2 separate regions of the Mus musculus genome follow, and region 1 is linked to region 2. A link is a contact called in public HiChIP or PLAC-seq data. All regions are on one chromosome and are shown on one strand. The core of a region is the stretch at or near the end of the contact, and the rest is flanking DNA. Distances in the headings are between cores, read along the strand shown. Region 1 overlaps 4921539E11Rik (RIKEN cDNA 4921539E11 gene). Region 2 overlaps Oma1 (OMA1 zinc metallopeptidase).

Region 1 (4,560 bases), core at 380-2,879, 97 kb before region 2:
AGAGCACCTGTCTTTTTTTTTTTTTAATTAGAATTATGGTGCAACTCTATACAGGCTTGCCTAACAAGAGCCAGGCCTGGGTTCCCTGCCCAGCACAAAAGGAAAGATTAAGCTCTATTGTTCTAGACCACAGTGAGGTGACTATAGTTACACATTTCAAAATAACTAGCAGAGAGCATTTGGAATGTTTCTCAACACAGAGAAGTAAATGTTTGAGGTGATGGATATACTAATTATCCTGATTTGATAATTATGCATTGTATGTGTGCATTAAAATATACATGTGTAACTGAATGTAGTTATTATGCACCAGTTAAGTCTATTTCAAAGAACCAGGCCCAAATAGATTGATGGATGAGTTCTTTCAAACTTTCATGTAGGAAACAGACAAACCAACTAACCAACCAACCACAAAAGGAGCCTGTGTCAATTAACTTAAACAAACAAACAACAAAACCCTTTTCAGTTGTTTACATGATCAGGTGTAGTCTTAACATCAAAGCCTGAAAAGATGATGTAAAAACCTACACTCTAATCTCATAATGTTAGGATTTTTTTTATAAGACATGTAGAGTGCTAAATAACATGCTAATTAACAGTATACATTTTTTTTTTTTTTTCGAGACAGGGTTTCTCTGTATAGCCCTGGCTGTCCTGGAACTTCAAATGAAGTTATATGAATGCAAGGTCTCTAAGAGATAATGTTTTTTATAATTCATTTCCCGGTGAGCTAAAATGGCAGGAAAATGATGTAATGTTTTGGTTACTGTTTCAGTATTTGCTTGCTTGCATGCTTGAGAAAGGGTCTTCTTGTGTGACCCAGGCTGGCTTTGCTGTTGCAGTCCTCTTGCCTCTCCTGTGCTGGGATGACAGGCAGGTACCACCACGCCAGGTCCAACATACTATAAATAGTATACTCAATAGCAACAATACTATAAATGGGTCTGTGTTTAGATGAAACCACTATTACAAATAGAACCACCATAAATCTATACGATATAACTATTTTAACACAATTTTAAAGTTTATGACTGTAAAACTAACAACCAATAGCGTAGCTGAGACAATGAACCCAGTAGTCTATGAACTGCTGAGACTGACACCCAACTGGGTCTATGACTGCAGCTCCTTGAGAGACTAAGGTTGGAGGATCACAATTTTGAAGCTACCCTGGGGCAGCATTTTATTCATGTTATTAGCCTCAAAACAAAAAGTAAAAGAGGGTGTGTGTTTGGGAGGTGGGGTCTAGACCACTGGTAGAGCACTGCCTAGCATGTGCAAGTCCATACATTCAACCCCTAACCCATGCAAAGAAAGAAAACAAAGAAGAAGAAAGCGACATCCATCATTGCTTATGAATTTTTAGAAAGGATAGAATAATGAACTAGAAATAATGATGGAACCTGTACACTCAAGAAAACACACACTCACACACTCACAGAGAGAGACAGAGAGAGAGAGAGAAAGACACACACACAGAGAAACAGACACACACACACACACACACAGAGAGAGAGAGAGAGAGAGAGAGAGAGAGAGAGAGAGAGAGAAACAGAGACAGGCAGCACACAGGCACTTGTAAAAGAGAAAAGAAACTGAGCAAACACACCAAACCGAAAATGCCTTTGGCAATTCTGATTCACCATGAGTAAGCAGTCTCTTATCAGGAATGCCCTACCTCAGATAAGAAATAGCACACACACACACACACACACACACACACACACAGACACACACACACACACACACACACACACACACACACACACACAGACACACACACACACACACACACAAACACACACTTCCCTCTCTCTCTCCTCTCATTTAGCAGAGTGAAAGAAAATAGTGAGAAAGATAAACCACTGAATTCGGTCTCAGTGATTTGAAGAGAGTGAAGTTGGCGTTTATATGAGGTTTCACTGGACGGCAGGCTGCAGCTGGCCTTGAGCATACACCTGATAGTAAAGCCACTGGCCAGGAAAAAGCAGGACAGAGTTCAGGGCAACCAAAGCTGCTGGAAGGTGATGGGGGAAGGCTAGGAAGAGAAAGCCAACAGGACGGTTTCTGACCAAGTCTCTGGCTGACTCAGATCCATACCGTTTGGGGAAGACTATAGTCAGCCAGCTAAGATGGAAATAACTAAGCTAAAATACAAGCTGTTCTTTTAAGAGTATTTTGTCTTTTCAGTGCATCAAGGGGAACTGATAAGACAATGTTTTTTGAAGGTAGGGAACTGAATGTCCTAAATACAACAGTCATGACATTCAGCAAATCCAAGTTGATGTATAGAGAACCAGGAAAATGAAGTTTCAGTCAAAAAAAAGTTAAGTGAGGATAGCCCTAAGGGGATCCGGATAGTCAGAGATTTTAAATTTTTTCTTGTGTATAAAATAATGGGTTTCATTTTGACATTTTTATATGTGTATAACATGAATTTTGAACCATTCTACCATTACTCTCCATTGCTTTCCCTCTTCCACTTTCATTGATGCTTTCCCTCAACTCTTTAAAAAGTGAAAATTATAAGACTAAAAATAAGTAATACTTAGAATTTAAAAATATCTCTGGCTGAATTTAAAACAAAGAGATGTAAAAGCAAAAGTTTAGGAATTTACAGATAGAATACTGAAGTTATATATGTATATACACACACATGCACACACACACATACATATACACACATGTATGTGAATCAGAAATCTGTGGAACAATAACTATACACATGTCTGAGTAACAGAAGGAAAGGCCAGGGAGAATGAATTAGAATAATATTTGATGCGATGAGGCTGGTATGTTTGTTTATTTTGGCAAAACACATGAATAGTAAATTCTGGAAGCTTAGAGAAGTACATGAAGAATCAATATGAGAAGGACCATAAGTGGGCACAGAGTCAAACTGCTGAGACCCAGACATCATGGAAAGACTTTGAAAGCAGTGTGAGAAATAAGATACAGGACCAGCAACTCAAACCAGTGCTCAGAAGAGAACCCAGGAGCTGTGAGGCAAAGGATGCTGGCACATTGACATGGGAAAAGTGAAAATATCACTCAGATACATATTAGTAAGGCAGAGTTTTGTATCAAATAAAAATTTCCTTCAGAAATGTCTTTAAAAGAAAACTAAGGTTTTGGTGCCCGTGAACCTCTACAACAAAGTACTTAGAAATTAATTAAGCCAAAGGAAAATACGAGAAACTTAGCTTCAGTGATGACAGGAAAAAAAAAATCAGATCTGGTTAATATTCAGTTATTTTTATATATAAAAGAGAAACATATATGTTTCTTTGAAATATTCAGGAGTGTCAGAAGCAGAAAATTATGACTATGTATAATAGTACGAATGATAGGGTAATAAAAAGATTTGTACCACCACAATGTTCAAAGCTTTCTTTCATCATTTATTTTTCCAAGACAGGATTTCAATGTGTAGCCCTGGCTGTCTGGGAACTAGCTCTATAAAACAGGTTGGTCTCAAACTCACCAAGGTCTGCCTGCCTCTGCATCCCAAGTGCTGGGATTAAAGGCATGTGCCACCACGGCCCAGCTCATTCAAAGCTTTCTACATCAGTAGTATGATTTTACTCTAAAGCAGTGGTTTTCAACCTTTCTAACGCTGTGACCCTTTAACACAGTTCCTCATGTTGTGGTGACCCCCCAACCACAAAATTATTCCATTGCTACTTCATAACTGTCATCTTGCTATTGCTATGAATGGTCATATAAATATCTGACATGTAGGAGGATATTTGATATGCGACCTCCAAAGGATCATGACCTACAGGTTGAGAACCACTGCTCTAACAAAGTACGAAATGGTAATGTGTTTTAATATGCATAGAAAATGCCAAAACCTCAAACAAGTATAACATGTAGTTGAAATAGAAAAGTAAAATAATTTAATCTATGTGATGATTTGAAAGAATGGCTCCCACAGGCTCATATATTTGAATTCTTGGCCCCTAATTGGTGGAACACTTTGGGAAGGATTAGGAGGTGTGGCTTTATTTAAGATGTGTTAATGAGGGCAGGCTTTGAGGTTTCAAAAAAAACCTATGCTATTGCTAATTATCTCTGTGTCTCTGCCTCTCTCTTCTCCCTCTTCCCACCCCTTCTGCTTGTGGATCTGATGTAAATTCTCAGTTACTGCTGCCACACCATGCCTGCCTCCCTGCTTCCATTCTCCCTGCCATGATGGTCTAGAAAAAACCCTCTGATACTATAGGCAAGTCCTCAATTAATTGCTTTTATGAGTAGCCTTGGTCATGGTATCTTTTCATAACAATAAAAAAGTAATTAAGGTGAGTCAAGTAATCTCAAAGGTGACAAGAAGAAAGGAACAGAGGAACAGTAAAACAGAAGAAATATTAGGTTTGAGTGTGAAATGTTTGTCACAGACTCATGAGTTTGAATGTTTGGTACTGTCTTGGAAATGGGACATAGCTGGAGAGCACAGGAAATGCAAATCAAAACAACACTGAGATCCCACCTCACACCAGTCAGAATGGCTAGATCAAAAATTCAGGTGACAGCAGATGCTGGCGAGGATGTGGAGAAAGA
Region 2 (4,479 bases), core at 990-3,489:
GAGAAAGACTCATTTAAAACACAGCTCTTTGAGATAACTAAGGATTATCCTAGTGTGGTGCTGGGGGTGGTCTCAGGGAAGATTTGGTACAGAAAATAGTTTGCTTAAAGGTGAGGAAAACAGGGCCTGTCCTGGAATTAATATCTCTCTGTGGCTGAAATATAGACAGTTCAGGAGTGTCCATGGAAAGATGGGACGGAAAAGGTAGGCAGAGACTTTGTTAGTGGTCTTAAAGACTAAGCCTTGACTGAGCTCACAGATGGAGACGCAGGGTGTCACAGAGATCTTGGAACTCTGATTTCTTACATGCGACCACAGACCACAGGCAGGCAGGTTACTTACCCTCTCTGTGTCCTGTCTGAAAAGAGGATGATGATGCTCCTGCTTGCAGTGTTCCCTTTGGTGTCGTGGGCTTGATTCCTGTTTGCGATGGGTACCCCGTACCCTGCATCTTTTGGATGTTTACTGATCAGATGCTTGTGTGTATGTGTGGATTCAGGTGTCTCATGCTGTGAGACAAGAAACTCTCTAGCGTTGAGCTAACTCCCCAACCCTGGCCTGCAGTTCCCATCAGAGTGCCAAATTATGCTAAGATTTGTCTATAGTTATGATTTGTAGCTTAGCTTCCTTTGTTACCCACCTGTGAGAGAGCAAATGTGCTGACCCAGGGACAGACACCCACACCTTACATAGTCGGCCTGACTGCTCTAAGTTGTCATTACAATTCTGCATGGAACTTGTGAGTGTGGTTAAGGGGACCTTTCTGTGAGGTAGATCTGTTGCTCACAGATCTGAGGCCAAGGAGCAAACAGAATATAGAAAATTCCATAAGTAACATGTAAGCATTTCTTCAAACAGGCTCTGTCTCCTTAAGATACTTTGTGCCTCGGCTCTGCTGTTGCTGTGAAGATGTCAGTTTTATATGCTTACGTTTTTATTTGGGAGAGCTGTGAGTTATCATTATGAAAATGATCAGAATGCTTAATTTAGAATTAGTGATTAACTTGTAAGTCTACTGTGGACTGAGCATAGAATAAACAGTTCAAATCAGCTGGGCAAAGGATATTTGACTGTTTGATTTTTTTGATATGTATATTCATTTGTCATTGTGAGGAAATTTTGACACTTGGCAGTCATTTGTAGAAATGACTGTATTTTTTAATTTCACAAGCAACCAAACCATCTATATTCATTTCTGAGTATCCGTACTGAAATCTAAAAAGAGAAAGCTAATTTTCTTTTAATGCTTCTAAATTGGGGGCAGGCTCCTTGGAGGGCATTATGTGTGATTGCTTTTGATTATTACGGAGACTGGGGAGGCGTGGATGTGTTATTTGTTTAGTGGGTGGGAGGTAAGGATGATAAATACACAAGAGTGGTTTGAGAGCCCTCCCTGGGAGAGATTGTCCAGCCCCAGAATTGCTAAGGATCCTTCTGGAAGCATTACTGTTTTCTGCTAGTGACCTGAGATAACTGTGCTCATAGCACCATCTAGTGAGTAAAGTGGGTAATAGCAGAATCCCCTTTATCACAGAAATAAGAACCCAAAAGTTTAAGACTCCTGTATGCTCACAGTCAGCTATTGGATGGATCACAGGGCCCCCAATGGAAGAGCTAGAGAAAATACCCAAGGAGCTAAAGGGATCTGCAACCCTATAGGTAGAACAACAATATGAACTAACCAGTACCCCAGAGCTCGTGTTTCTAGCTGCATATGTAGCAGAAGATGGCCTAGTCGGCTATCATTGGGAAGAGAGGCCCCTTGGTCTTACAAACTTTATATGCCTAAGTACAGGGGAACGCCAGGGCCAAAAAGTGGGAGTGGGTGGGTAGGGGAGTGGGGGGGAGGGCATGGGGGACTTTTGGTATAACATTGGAAATGAAAATGAGGAAAATACCTAATAAAATATTTTTAAAAAAGGAAAAAAAATCCAATTGAGTTCCTCTACTCACATTCACAGATGAGGAAGGTGACAAAAAACCAAAAACAAAACAAACAAACAAACAAACAAACAAAAACAGTAGGTTATAGAACCATAAGTGTTGGGCCCAGGGAGGAAAACTGGAGCTAACTTAACTCAACTTCTCCTTTTACAGGCAGGGAAACTAGAGTCCAAAGTGGTGATGTGATTTACCTAATAGCATACTTCGTTAGTAGCAAGACTCCTGACCCTTGTCTTCCAGGTTAGTGCTGAGTCTTCATCACAGCGAACGCCTTTTTGTTGTACTTGGATGAGTGCCTAGGTTCTTAGATTACTCATTTAAGAATGAATCAACAGCAAACAAAGAAAAGTCTTGTTCCAGAGACATGTTATATAGTAACTTCCACAACACACACGCTGTGCCCAAGTTTTGTTTTGAATCTATTCTCCCCAGAAAATGAGGATTAACTTGATTATTCGTTGTTGGATTTGCATTGAGCACTGAGTCTTATGACTCAATAAGACTACAAGAGACAGAAAAGAAGTGTGTGTAAAATTCATCCAGAACTTTACCATCGGTACTGACCGGTGAACCGGCACAGTGGCAGGCAGACGATACAGAAGATGTAGGCAAGGACTTGCAGTTACCGAACCATGAAATAACAACCCATTTCTCCTCTGTGCTGGCACACACTAGGTGTTACTGATAAGTAACAATTTCTATTGACAAATCCTGAGAATGACTCAGCTACAAGTAAGTTTTTATATCACGTTTGATCAGAGAAGAGCAGTTTTAAATTATTGACTGGAAAAACTTGTAAAGGACAAGTGACTTACAGAAGAAGAGTGACTGTAGACAGGAGATACACTGGGACAGGCTGAGGCTGTGTGTGCAGATGAAGGGAGCTTGCTTCCGGGAGATGCTGAGGACAGTGCAGGCATGCCTTCAGGACGGGGACACCTGAGCCCATGCACGGAGAAGGACTGCTCAGGTGACGCTGGCCATGCTGTTTACAGTTAGTCTCAGTAATGTTTATGTGTGGGTCCTGTCCTAAGTGGGTTACATGTAGTAATTCTTGTACTTTTCATTTCAGCCTTGAGGGACAGGCACTGTTACATTCTTGGTTTTACAAATGAAACTCGACAAAAGAGAAGTTAAATGACATGGGCATCTCTCACTGATGGTGGGTTTCTCCCTGCTCCGAGAGGAGGTGCATTCCTGTGGGATGCGGACCTTCTTTCTTCCAAGCTGCTGGAAGCATCACCTCTAAAAGATGCCTGTTCTTATACATGTTTTGTTCCCTTTAAATATCATACCATTCTTAGCGTATTTTCCCAGCTCTTGGCCATTCTGTAACAGTCCTTTGTAGTACTGTCAGGTTATTGACCTGCCTCTGACACGTCTGTGTGGGATACAGAGAGGATGCTAGAACATCTGGTTCAGATGCACAATGCTACTGGCCTTCAAAAAAGACTCCATGCTAATCTCAGGCTTTTCCTTTTGAAGGGGTGATGGCTAAGAGTTCAGAGCCCCTTTCAGTTTGTACTTGGTAGTGACCATTTTGGTCATAGGTGAGATAGATGTAGTCTCAGCTTGGTCTTTCTCTGGTGTGTTGGTGTTGGGAAATGTACAGGTTTTAAGGATGGTTATTATAGTACTGTATGCCTTATGGATATCATACCCTGTTGAGTTTATAATCAAATAAAAGAGATTCATTATCAATTAATGTCTTTTACTGCATATTCATGCATATTGTTATTATACTCTGGATTTAACTATATCCTTTGTTATTTATGAATTTATAACACTATCTCTTATGACTAGACATAGCATCTTATAATTATCATAGGCACCTGGCTACTCTGGGAAAGAAGGACAGAGACATGTGTTCTGGGTTCTAGACTGGCTGCTTTTCATTCTGATGATCTGCACATTAAGTTTCAGAGGGTGTATTTGGTGGTCTCAGAGACTGAATTGTTGGTCTAGGGCACTAACTGGCACCTGGCTATTGGAGTTCAGATTGTGACTCAGTCCCTCACTCTCCTCATCTGCTCTGTAAACTGATGTAAAATAGCATCACTCATCACCTAAAGTTGTTATGAAGACTGAATACATAGTCAATGCTTGTAGTCTACTTATAGTTCATTTTTAATTAAATAAGTAGACAGGATTTCAGTCACATGTCTTACTGGTTGTAGACCCTGTGGTCTCGACATTCCTCTGACTCTGCAGTATTCTAGAACACATTTCCCACCAACATCTGCCCTTATTTGACCTGGGACTTGTGATCATCACCGGCTCTACTTGAATAAGGAAAGGTAGTCTAGAAAGAGCCTTATCTTTTCTTCATGTACTCCCACAAACTTGGTAAATGGATTCTCTTCTATTAGATAGTAATTTTAAAAAAAGATTTTATGCCAAGTATGATGGCACACACTTTTAAACTCAGCACTTGGAGCCAGAGACAGGCAGAGCTCTGTAAGTCTAACCCCAGTCTGGTATATGAGCAAGTTCCATGTCAGCCAGGGATACATAGAGAGATCCTGTCTTTTTTTT

The links. HiChIP or PLAC-seq counts read pairs in DNA pulled down with a chosen protein or histone mark.
Region 1: an HNF4G HiChIP or PLAC-seq map of pancreatic cancer cells shows a contact between it and region 2. The contact joins two enhancer-like sites. A contact is called at or near these places in 2 of 15 datasets of contacts at CTCF or cohesin (CD8 T cells and pro-B cells), 8 of 484 Hi-C or Micro-C datasets (the Ba/F3 cell line, the CH12 cell line, Th1 cells and 4 more) and 1 of 115 datasets of contacts at active chromatin or transcription factors (pancreatic cancer cells).

What each region holds. Positions count from the first base shown.
Region 1 is chr4:103,247,967-103,252,526 of GRCm38.p6, forward strand. All of the region lies in intron 5 of 4921539E11Rik (RIKEN cDNA 4921539E11 gene), which reads right to left. Among named protein-coding and RNA genes, the nearest start is that of Slc35d1, 35 kb to the left of the region's middle. Within about 2 kb of position 1,630, at least 30 of the 459 cell types and tissues checked have an H3K27ac peak or open chromatin away from gene starts, as enhancers often do. A contact at or near this core is called in liver and pancreatic cancer cells, where this site is marked.
Region 2 is chr4:103,344,827-103,349,305 of GRCm38.p6, forward strand. All of the region lies in intron 7 of Oma1 (OMA1 zinc metallopeptidase), which reads left to right. Among named protein-coding and RNA genes, the nearest start is that of Oma1, 33 kb to the left of the region's middle. Within about 2 kb of position 2,240, at least 52 of the 459 cell types and tissues checked have an H3K27ac peak or open chromatin away from gene starts, as enhancers often do. A contact at or near this core is called in liver and pancreatic cancer cells, where this site is marked.